Regions from separate parts of the Mus musculus genome. Here all the other regions are linked to region 1. A link is a contact called in public promoter capture Hi-C data. All regions are on one chromosome and are shown on one strand. The core of a region is the stretch at or near the end of the contact, and the rest is flanking DNA. Distances in the headings are between cores, read along the strand shown. Region 1 holds the start of Pmp22 (peripheral myelin protein 22). Region 2 holds the start of Mmgt2 (membrane magnesium transporter 2). Region 3 holds the start of Fbxw10 (F-box and WD-40 domain protein 10).

What was found. Promoter capture Hi-C pulls out the DNA fragments that hold promoters and counts their contacts. Capture Hi-C pulls out chosen DNA fragments and counts their contacts.
Region 2: a contact with region 1 is called in a promoter capture Hi-C map of adipose tissue. The contact joins the promoter of Mmgt2 here to the promoter of Pmp22 in region 1. A contact is called at or near these places in 1 of 484 Hi-C or Micro-C datasets (embryonic stem cells), 1 of 115 datasets of contacts at active chromatin or transcription factors (bone marrow-derived macrophages) and 1 of 9 other capture datasets (adipose tissue).
Region 3: a promoter capture Hi-C map of embryonic stem cells shows a contact between it and region 1. The contact joins the promoter of Fbxw10 here to the promoter of Pmp22 in region 1. A contact is called at or near these places in 8 of 39 promoter capture datasets (the 3T3-L1 cell line, the C10 cell line, the HPC-7 cell line and 4 more), 1 of 15 datasets of contacts at CTCF or cohesin (the NIH/3T3 cell line), 3 of 484 Hi-C or Micro-C datasets (the Ba/F3 cell line, the N1E-115 cell line and nephron progenitors), 6 of 115 datasets of contacts at active chromatin or transcription factors (bone marrow-derived macrophages, embryonic midbrain, forebrain and 3 more) and 4 of 9 other capture datasets (adipose tissue, embryonic stem cells, liver and 1 more).

Annotation. Positions count from the first base shown.
Region 1 is chr11:63,129,848-63,133,561 of GRCm38.p6, reverse strand. It overlaps Pmp22 (peripheral myelin protein 22), which reads right to left and starts at 2,105. Exons shown (of 5, transcript NM_008885.3): 1 at 1,908-2,105; 2 at 318-437. The coding sequence starts at 395.
Region 2 is chr11:62,646,559-62,650,272 of GRCm38.p6, reverse strand. Mmgt2 (membrane magnesium transporter 2) reads right to left here and starts at 1,609. Exons shown (of 2, transcript NM_175002.2): 1 at 1,417-1,609. It overlaps Lrrc75a (leucine rich repeat containing 75A), which reads left to right and starts at 1,750. Exons shown (of 4, transcript NM_198861.1): 1 at 1,750-2,128. The coding sequence starts at 1,883.
Region 3 is chr11:62,845,442-62,849,155 of GRCm38.p6, reverse strand. It overlaps Fbxw10 (F-box and WD-40 domain protein 10), which reads right to left and starts at 2,033. Exons shown (of 13, transcript NM_001033669.2): 1 at 1,361-2,033. The coding sequence starts at 1,874.

The DNA.
Region 1 (3,714 bases), core at 856-3,355:
ATCAGTGGAGGGCACTCCGGTAAGATAGATAAGATACCACAGTCCCCCTGCAAGACTGGCTTAAGTCCTGAGCAACTAAGTTCTTCCAGCCCTTGCTCACTGTCTACCCCTGATGCTGGCCTAACTTTCTCAAAGAACTGAAAAGAAGTGGGTGGCAAAGAAGTGCAGCAACAGAAGTCCTGGGGCCTCTGGTATGTCCAGCTGTCTGCAAATATCACTCCAGTTTGGCAACCTGGGGAAGCACTGGCTGGGAACCCAGAGCAGAGATAGCTGCCGCCCTGCAGGGAGCCTCCCCTGTCCGCTCGCCCCGCACTCACGCTGACGATGGTGGAGACGAAGAGCAACACTAGCACCGCGATGTGCAGGAACAGGATCCCCAACAAGAGTAGGAGCATGGTGGCTGGGAGTTGGGCTCGGGATCAGAGGAGCGGTGCCTGCTGAGAGAGGAAGGCGGGTGTGAGGCCGCTGGCCCTGGCCCGGGGGCCCAGCTGGCCGGGAGGGGGCGGCCGCCGCCATCCCTATCCCCGCCCAGTGCCCGCCCGCAATCGAACATCTTTTGCCTTTGGAACAAAACAAGCAAGTGGTGCGCACGTCCCGATCACCCCGGGAGGCGCGCGGAGGAGAGGAGTTTCCTGAACGATGAGCCGAGGCCACAGCAAGCCTCCGCCCAGCCTGGGCGCCTTTCAGGGCCCTTGGGACTTGGGAGGCTACCGAGGCCACGTCCCTGACCCAGTCACAGGGTGGATTCCCCCCGAGACTGGAGGCTCAGCGGGCGGCGCCAGGCTCACAGCCAGAGGCCTGGGGTCGCCCGCCACCCGAGGCTGGTTTCCCAGACCCCAGCGCGCCCCGCGTTCCGTTACTTGCCTCCAAGTTTCCACCCGTTTTTGCCAGCGGAGAGCAGCCGCCCCGCCCCCGGCTCGGCCTAGATGCTGGCGGCTGGGGGAGCGGGAGAGCAGGCGGGCTGGAGGATTGCCCGGCTCCGGAGCTTCCCGCGCGCAGGGTTCCGCGCCTTCCCTGCGCCCCGGGGGGTGAAGAGCCTTCAGCCCCGCCAGCTCCACAGGCACCCCCTGGACGGCCCCAAGGAGAGCTAGGCTGAGCCCGCCGCACTTGCGGACCCCTGTCCAAAGCCCCATCCCGAATAGATGCGCCAGGGGCCCTATCCCTTGGTTGCTGCTGACTGGAGGGAAGGAGACAGTGCGTAAAGAGGCTGATTGAGTCTGAGAATTCTCGCAAGTCAGAGCAGGCAAGACGTGTTTCCAAGGTCCGAAGATACTATCTCCTACCCTACCTCCCCCTCCACTTCAGACTTTAGGGAGCTAAAACTTGGGTGACCTGATAGTGAATGTGTACAGCCGTGAAAATCTGGCTGCAGCTGAGTGAACCAGTTAAGGATAGAACCTTAGACCAAGGAGACTTCTAAATTAGTTTTGACAAGTATTCTATCCCAGACACGTCCATTTTCCTCCCAAGGAACACATCAAAGACAAAAAGCCAGGAATGCACTGAAGATATAAGCAAGATTTTCCCCATGATTTCCAGAAAATTCAAATTTCATTGGATGGCTTCAAGTAGCAGAGACCAAGAACACCATAGGGCCTGCGGCTAGAACCCGAAGGACCAGAGACTCGTGTATTTTAACAGTACATCCTCTGGAAAGAATCACAAGGCCGCCCCAGCAACCCTCTATCCAGACACCGCCACCACCCTGGTCTGGACGATGCAGAGGCAGTCCTAGGTGTGTCCCTCCGGTAGGCTAGGATGTAGGAAGGGGTCTCCACGTTCTTGTCACAAGGCGGCCCTATGGAGGGTCAGAGCCCCGTCCCCGCTTTAGGCATAGCATTTCCAGATGATGCCCAGCTTTATGCCCCCCACCACCACCACCTTCTTCACTTTCCCTACCAACTTACTTTCAGTTCAAAGGGACAGCTATCTCAGAGCAGATTAGCCTCAGGCACAAACTCCGGTGCGTCCACTGGGTTGCTGGCGTCCCCAAAGACAGCTGTGCTGCGGGTCAGCGCGCGCGCAAAGCAAGGGGGCAGTGGGAGGCTCCCGGTGTTCCCCTTTAACGGGAACTACGCCCTATTTGCGTCGCTGCAGAAGGGTGTGTCCCAGGGTCAGCGTGTGCGGGAGGGCGGGCCTCCCTGAGGAGAGGGGGCAGGCGGGCGGGCGGGGCGCCGACTGCCAGACAGTTACTTGGACTTAAAGACACCCCCGGAAAAACCAGATCTCTGCAAAACCTCGACTTTTACTTAAAGCTGGAGGACCCTGGGCTTCTCGTCTCTCACCTTCCCTAGATCTGTGGTACTCGGGCCCTGTTGACCAATACATTGCACCTTCGCCCCTGTCCCCTCAGCGCACATGGATAAAGATTGCTAGATTTCGTACCCACCTCCCTGCCTCACTCCCCAAGTGCGCAGTGCTGGGTTCTCGGGAACACTGAAGTGAACTGTGCCCATTCGGGGACTGTGTAGCTGGATCACCTCTCCTACTAGCAGCCAGGACCTCAGGTCTTGGCGCACCTGACCTGCGCTGGGGTCTTAACTGGGCTAGTCTTTAAAACACCCATCCTCGCTATCCCTGTTTGTACCTAGAAAGTATGCTGGTTTACTGGGATTCGGGGTACATATCTAGAGGGCTAGGCTGGGACCCCAATCCAAGAGAGAAGGGAGGGGAGGAAAATCCAAGCTTGACGGACGGATGGACGGACAGACGGACAGAGGGGTGGGGCTCTAGGATCCGGCTCCTCCTAAGCTTGGCAAAACCAGATTTTACAACTGCATATAAGCTCCAGGCGAAGTTTGCCTGAGGCAAGCTGGCCTGGCTCCCAGCCTTGGCTGGAGTCCTGGCCATGGGGGTAGGGGTGAGAGAAGTGGCCATCTGAGGTGCAGGAAGAGCAGCCAGAGAAACTAGCTGATTCATAGGCACTTGAGTGTGGCCGCCCAGAGTTAAGAAGGGAGAGGCTAGCCAGCTCTTCTTGGAGATGTGCCCAACTAACCATCAGGTCACCTGTATTGGCTGACTGAGCAAGGAGCCCGTGTGTTAAAGTCTCTACCTGCATATCCACACCCTCCCTACCTGTTAAGAGCAGTGAGTCATAAAGCCCTGGGAGACTCAGATAGTTCCATATTATTTTGTTTTTTGACAGTAGCCGCTACTTGAGCTAATTGTATATGCTTGCTCATTACATAAAAAAATAAACTTGAAGCATTCTTCAGACAATGATCTTTTAAAATTTCTCATCGGATTAAAAATAAAGAGTATGTGTGACATTTTTATTCAGTTCCCTGCCAATGCCAGGTGTCGTACCTGTGCTTGGCACACAGGAGGCTGAGAGGAGATGCATGGCAGAGGTTGAAGCCAGAGCTCTGCACTCGGTCCACACCTAATCAACTAGTGCTCCTGTCGTGAGCATTCATTGAGCATTCAATGTTTTCCTCTGGGAAGAACGGCCGCTGCCTACACCGAAGGGCGTGGTGATCCTAATGACAGGCTCAGAGCCATTAGCTCTGTGTCTGGAACAAAACACAGGTCCAGTCCTCTAACACGCCCCTATTCTGAGCACACTACACTTAACAATCACAGCCCTTCAAGGGGCTGGCCTGTCCACCTCGGTACTAAAACAGATTAGAGAATGCCCAGAGTTATACGGCTGCACGAGAAGGCATGCGGCTGGGGAGTGACTGCGGCAATGGAAGTAAATCTTCAGTTTCCTGG
Region 2 (3,714 bases), core at 360-2,859, 480 kb after region 1:
TTTTTCCAAAAAGTATTCACCGGTCTAAGAGACAGCTCAGTGGGTAAAAATGCTTGCCTTGCAAGCAGGACTGAGTTTGGTATCCATGACTCATTTTTAAAAAGAATTAAGCTCTAAATTAATTTAAAGATTTTAATTTATAATTTTTTTTAATTTTTAAAGAAAAATTGTCACACGCCCCTATAACCCCAGCACTCAGGAGTCAGAGTCAGGTAAATCTGTAAACTCGAGGCCAGCCTAGTCTATGTAAAAGGTTCCAGATTAGCCAGGGATACATAATGTGATCTACCTTAAAAAAAAAAAAAAAAAAAGGACTGGTGAGCTGGCTCAGTGGGGAGGAGCATTGACTGCTCTTCTGAAGGTCCTGAGTTCAAATCCCGGCAACCACATGGTGGCTCACAACCATCCGTAATGAGATCTGATGCCCTCTTTTGGTGTGTCTGAAGACAGCTACAGTGTACTTACATATAATAAATAAATCTTTAAAAAAGAAAAGAAAAAGTCGTGTGGTCGTACTCACCTAACAATCCTAAATTAGTAAGGTGGAAAATAGGTGGATTTGTGGAGTTCATTGGCCAGGCAAACTAGCCTGCTTGGGGAGTTCCACGCCAGGGAGAAACTTTGTTAAACAAAAAAGCACCAGGGTAAACAGACACAGAAATACACACACACAGTCTTCACCTTCCAACTCTTGACATAAATGTTACTGTGTTACTATCCTAACCTTCCAGAAGGAGCCAGGGATCTGGAAGCCCAAGGCTTTTCTGATACGTATCAGCAGCAGGTGGTGGACTCCAGCCCTCTGGCCTAGAGCAATACTAGCGACCTTAAGAAAGAAAAAATAAATAAATAAATACAAATAAAACTGCTGCCCCTCCTACAGCTAAGAACAGGGCACATGGGCCTCCAAAATACCTTATCCAAGCACCATGGGTTCCCAGGGGGTTGGTAGAAGAAACCCGAGAAGAAGGCAACAAGGAATGTCTAACCAGAAGCCACATTTCCGCTTTGAAGTAGTAGCAGGAAGACTTAAAGGTCTCCTCTCAGCAGTGTCGGAGGGAGAAAAGAATGCAGAGTTCACAAAACTAGAGTATCCAGATCTGTGTCCGTGCACCAACTACCATCACCTACCTGAAAGCCACTGGGGCTCCAAGAAACGAGCATCGGAACCACCCAAGATGCTAGCTAAATGCACATTTCCAGGCCCGGAGAAGAGGCTTGCTCAGTGGGCATTGAGCCAGGCCTGAGATACTACGCTTTAAACCAGCACCTCGGACAATCTGAGATACTGATTCTCTGCAGAGCCCACTCTTGAGAATCTAGACTCTGCGGCGAACAGGACCTCCAAGTTCCGAAGTTTCTCTCCCTCGCTCGGCGCCCCGACCTCCTCCCACCACCGTAATCCCTGGGCCTCACCTAGGCGCGCAGTCAGGAAAGCATCGGGGAACTCACTGACCTTTGCCAGGAAGCCGCGGGCCCCAAGAGGCGCAGCACAGTGTCCGGCAGGGGGCGCTGCACCAGGGACAAAGCAGGGCGGGGGCGCCGGGCACCCCTAGCCCAGAGCCGCGCGGCGGGAAGGAGCGGGCGCCGGAGAGGGAGGGAGACACGCGGCGGCGCGGGGGCGGGGCGGCCGGCGGGGCGGGGCGGGGCCGACGGGCTGGCGGCGAGCGCCGGGACGGGCTGGCGGCGAGCGCCGGGAGAGCGCGCCGGGGCAGCGAGGAGGGAGGAGCGAGGGGAGTGCGGGCCGCAGCCGCCCCCGCCCCCGCCCCGCGCCCGCGCCTCCCGCGCGCAACAGTTCCCCCAAAGTTGCGGCCGGGGAGGCGCGAAGCCGGCGGGGGACGCGGCCTTAGCCCGGCGCGCGCAGCCCCAGGCGGGCGGCGGCATGGGCACTCGGCAGACCAAGGGCAGCCTGGCGGAGAGAGCCAGCCCCGGCGCGGCGCCCGGCCCCCGCCGCGAACGACCCGACTTCTGGGCGTCGCTGCTGCTGCGCGCCGGGGACAAGGCGGGGCGCGCGGGCAGTGGGCTACCCCCCTATCACCGGCGCGTCGGCATGGTCCAGGAGCTGCTGCGGATGGTGCGCCAGGGCCGGCGGGAGGAGGCGGGGACGCTGCTGCAGCACCTGCGCCAGGTGAGCGCGGGGAGGGGGCATGGGGGGCGCGGCGGCTCCCGGAGCGCCCCGCCCCTACGAGGGGGGTGACAGGAGAGCGCCGGGAGGCACCGCCCAGGGTCCCCGTTTCGCGGGGATGGAGCGGTGTGTCAGCAGGTGCCTCTGTGTTTCCTGCTGAATTTGGGGCCTCAGGCTAGGGTGAGGAAGGCTGACCTGTCCAGGTAGGTAAAGGGGACCTGTTGGACCATTGTCCCTGCTCCTCTCCTCCACAAGTCCCCAGGGATAGTTGATGAGAGAGGATACAGAGAGGAATGCCTGGTCTGGGCCAGAGTTTTCTTCCTCTCTGCTCACAACCTATCACCCTCTTGCAAGGGTCCCCAGGGAATGCGCAGTTATCTGTTTAAGCCAGCTTCTGAGGTATGTCCCTAGGACCAGTAAGATTTCAGCCCCTAGATCGTTTGCAACCAATATTGTGTCTTGTGGTTTCATCTCCCCTAACTTTGGCTGGTCCTTGCAGTGAGACCCCGGCAGAAGTCTTGGTCAGAATGAAGCTAGGCTTGGTTTCTTGGCCAGCAGGAACTGTACTGTACTCTCTCAGCCTGGTCCTGATTCACTGACTAAGGGGCATACTACACATCTGACCAATAGTCCCCTTCAATAGTCCCCTCTATTGAAGGGCTGGTGCCTCACCCACCTCTCGTTTTTTTGTTTTCCTTTCTCATTTTCTTCCGGGGAAAGTGGTAGCCTGTACTATAGGGTCTTGCTGAGTGGCAGAGGCAGGAGGGTGCATAGGTGCTCGGTGGAACAGTGATCAGATCGGTTTGGTCTGGCTTTGTGTCACGGACTCGCACAGACGTTATATTTTTGTGCAGACCTTATATTCTTGGAGGACCCCTGTAGATAAACAGTGTGCTGAAAATGGGGGAGGGGAAACCTCAGCTGACCTTTGTGAGGTTTTCCCATTACTGATAGAAGAAGCTGTAGGGACAACTTCCTGGGAGGAGCTTCCAGGATCTAATTGGATCCACATCTCCCTGGATTCTGAACCATGGCTTCCCTCACACCCTATAATGTTTCTCTGGAGTTTGTTCCTAAGGTGTGTGCACTGCAAAAGAAAGAGAAGTAGAGACTTGAGGACTTGGGGAGGTGTAAGCCTTCCACCTTTGCCTCTAGTTTTCCTGACAACAGCCACAGTGATTCTCTAGAGGCTGCTGTACCCTCAGATACCTTCTCTGGGTTGAATCATCAAAGAAAGATAGCATTTTACACCATGTAACTTTAGTGGTGTGTATTTCTCTGTCTTTTGAAAATCAAAAGCCAACCTTGTATGGCCTCCATGGTAATTCTGTCACTTTCACATGCAAAAATGGATTTTCCAGACCGTCATTAGCTGTCTGTGCAATAGGCAGTAAGAGGGTTGTACCAATCACATGCAGCTTCCCCAGCCCTGAAGAACACCAAAGCAAGGAAGAAACTGACAAGCCCTTATTGAGGGGTAGGGGAGAAAATTAAGGCAACATTGGCAAGCACCAGTTAGGAGCCCACTGGAGGGAGCCGAGGGTCTCAGGGAGGAGGCTGATGTTAGGGGTATCCAGTAAAATTACACA
Region 3 (3,714 bases), core at 784-3,283, 280 kb after region 1:
ACGTCCTTGATACCAAAGATACAAAGAGAGGGGCTGGACAGATGGCTCAGCTGCTCTTGCAGGGGACTGAGGCTTGGCTCCTCAAACTCAGGTGGCAGCTCAGGACAGTTTGTAACTCTAGTCCCAGGGGGTTCTGACTCCTTCATTTGATCTCCACAGGCATATGACATACACTTGATGCACATACATACCCATAGGAAAAAACACAAAATACAAATAAATATATCAAAAAACCCCCCAAAACTAAAGAAACCAATCGGTTTCCTGTGTAAGGATCTAATTGCATCCTAGATTACCTAGCTTTGGCATTCCTTTAAAAATCATGCCTGTAATCTCAGGACTTGGAAGACTGAGGAGGAAAGGGCTTAAGTTTCTAAGCCAGCCAAGAAAAGCAAACCCTATCTGTGAAGCAGGGAGGGACTCATTAGTCTACAAGTTTGACCACAACTCAAATATCCTTCGGGACCAGGAATTACTCACCTTTCAGAGCTCAAACTTGAAAATTCCCCCTAGAGACCACCCCTCCCACTCTTTACCCACCTCTGGCTAAACCTTCTAGACCTTTGTAGGTCTCTGACCTCTGACCTCTGACCTCTCCTAATTGCAGGTCTCAGACCTCTCCTCTGCTTTCTTTTGCTGTCCAGAACCAGCCAGTCAAACACTTTCAACACTTTCCTGTCAATACCCAGGACCAAGAAGGTTCCCCGCTGGGTCCAGCAATGTCTGTCTATATAGCCAGAAACAGACAGCTTGACATGGTCTCAGACCAGCTGCTAGGCCAGGCTTTGGCAGAGGACCACAGTCTGGTTTTTTTTTTTTTTTGTTAATCTAATCTGTTTGGAGACTCAGGTGCAAACTATTGCTTATAAACTAGTACCCTGGGCAATTTTGGACTTTTAGCCACATTTGGCCTCTTAAAGTATCTTACTAAGATTTGGTTTCATGCTTAAGCAAGCGGCATGGTAAGATAAGACTTTTTTAAAGCTGTAAGTTTTGTTGTTTGGCCTGGTTTCTGCCCATGGCAGTTAAGAAACAAAACACAGCTTCCCTGTCACATCCCTCCTACCCTAGTGCAAGGAAGAAGTGACACCCGTTTGCAGTGATCTGGGCCCAAGGCAGGCAGGATACTGTTCAGTGCCGGGGTGAAAGCTCTGTCCTTCCTTCTGCTTTTCTCAGTGGACAGTTTTCTAGAATGAAGTACCACTCAGCAGCTCCTCCTTTGGTAAGTGATAGGATGTCAGGATAAGGTTCACAGTCCCATACCAGCCCTCTGGGCAGCCTCTGCCTTTCCAAGCCTGTCTGTCTGCACCTATGCCCCCTTCCAAGCCTGTGTCTGGTCTCTGGGGCCCTCTGCTCTCACCTGAAATACTGTTCCACTCTTTCATGAACAGGACTCTGATCACATTGGCAGCAGTGAGCAGTAAATTTGAGTCGCACATCTGCAGCAGCAAGAGAGTATAATTTGCCTTAGTTCGGTGGGTGCTGTTGCCAAACCAGTAGAGGATCTCCTTCATCTTCCGTTCCACCGTTTTATCCAACATCTGGTTCAAGGAGGACTTTACAACCTCCTCCTCCTTCCCCCCCTTCCTACTGAGTTTGATCCGAGACCTGTTGTAGATGAAGTCCTTCCCCTGGGTGGTCTCTAGGATATTCTGGAAATACTGTAACAAATACAGGCTATTTAACTGCCCCAAGATGCTGACTAGAAATCTCCTCTGGGATATGTCGTTGACCCTCCGGAACCACTCTTTGGTGGCAAAGATCTTCCATGCTAAGACACAGGCTTCACACTTCTGGCACACGGGGACCCAGTTGGGTCCCTTTTCACAACGAAAATAGGGGGCCTGCTTGAGTTTTGGTTCCCTGTTTTCCATGACTCTGAGATGACATTCAGTTCATTTAAACCTTGCCCGTTAGCAACCCCACCAAACACCAGAGGGACAGGGTAAGCAGAGAAATAGCCTTTTTGGAGCCTCTTCGGGATGAACATCTGGAGAAACCGTAAGGCACTGCGATGGATGGTAAACTGATCTGACCCAGAAACTGCCTGTAGAAGTCTGGCTTTTTGTACTGACTTCCTTAGAAACATGGCTTTACCGTAAATCTCCTAACCCTGGCACCACAAAAGTAGAGACAGTTGCTGTATATTCTGGAAGAGCTGGTCATCTTATTTCTATAGCAGCTATTCTTTTAACCAAATGTAAAACATAACATGGCCCATTTAAAAAAAATGTTAGCATCTTTCAGTTGCTGTTATTAAGGACTTTTAAATATTCATAAATACAGCTTAGGTGTAATCTTCTTACATTTGTGGCTGTTAGAGTCTATTCCAGTGCCCTGCATATTATATTCAGTCTCTGGTTATCGCCACAGTAAAAGCACCTGTCTTAACAATAATGTAAATTATTTAATTATTCAGGGCTAGCTGTGAATCCACAGGGAACCACTCTCTGGTGCAGAATTTTCAGTTGTCCTGAGGATATGTTGGGAGTTGACTTGTTGTGTAGACACAGTCAGCTGCCTACCCATGTAGCAGAAGGTCTCACCATAGCTTTGTAATGAAGACTGTGAAGTCTGGGGTATGGCTTCTGAGTCTGGGCCCCAGCCCAGCTGCCCATTGCTCTACGAACACCAGCAGGTTGTTTAATGTTCTTCAGTTTCCTTGTCTGAAAGTGGAGATGGGGATGCTTTCTGCTTCACAGAGGATGAAGTGAGACGCTGTACACACAGTACTTAGGATGGGTGGGAACTGAGACACTGTGCACACAACGCCAAAAAGACTGCGTATCATAGCACAGTGTAAGTTAGGGCAGTGTAAGCCCTCACTACACACTGTCTCTCTGTTGTCACTGTCACCACTGCTAGATTCTCCATTTATTCATCGAAGATGTGTTCTAAGACCCCAGAGGATGGCAAAAGCTACAAGGTAATATCAACCCCTAGATAATGTGTATTCCTTTAATAAATAAGGCTAAGTAAGAAAAAATTCAGCAATAACTGTCTTAGCTCCTGTTTCTATTGTTGTGCTAAACACCACGACCCGAAGCAACTAGGGAAGGAGAGGTCTTGTGATGCTCACACTTCCACATCTCAGCTTAGCATTAAAGGAAGTTGGGGCAGGAACCTGGAGGCAGGAACTGGTGTGGAAGCCATGGAGGAGCATTGCTTACTAGCCTGCTGGTGTGGATTGCCCTGGTGATGTTTGTATTTTGATGTTAATCCTGCTTCCTCGAGAGTTGTTGTCCCCACCCTGCCCCTGACAAGGACTCTGTTGATCTCACTGGACCTTTTCCCCATTCTAACTGGTCAAATAAAGGCTAGAGCCTATGATTGGGCAGTGCAAGGGAAAGGTGGGACAGGAGGTTTCAGAGGAAGGAGGAGGAGAGAAGACAGAGGAGGAGGAGGTGGAAGCCAATATGGAGCAGAAGCACATGGCCCGGAGAAGCTGCAAGCAGCAAGGGGTCTCATAACTAGAGAATAAGTTAGTATAGTGATAGATCTGCCCAATCTAGGCATATAGCTTATCAATATAACTGGGTTATATGTCTTTTATACAGGCTTATCGGGGTTAGAAATTACCGCAACAGCTTGTTCCTTGTGACTTGCTCAGCCTGCTTACTTTCTCTCTCTCTCACTCCCTCTCTCTTTTTCTTTCTTCTCTTTTCTTTTTGTTGTGTTTTGTTCTGATTTTTGAGACAATGTGAACTCTCTTTG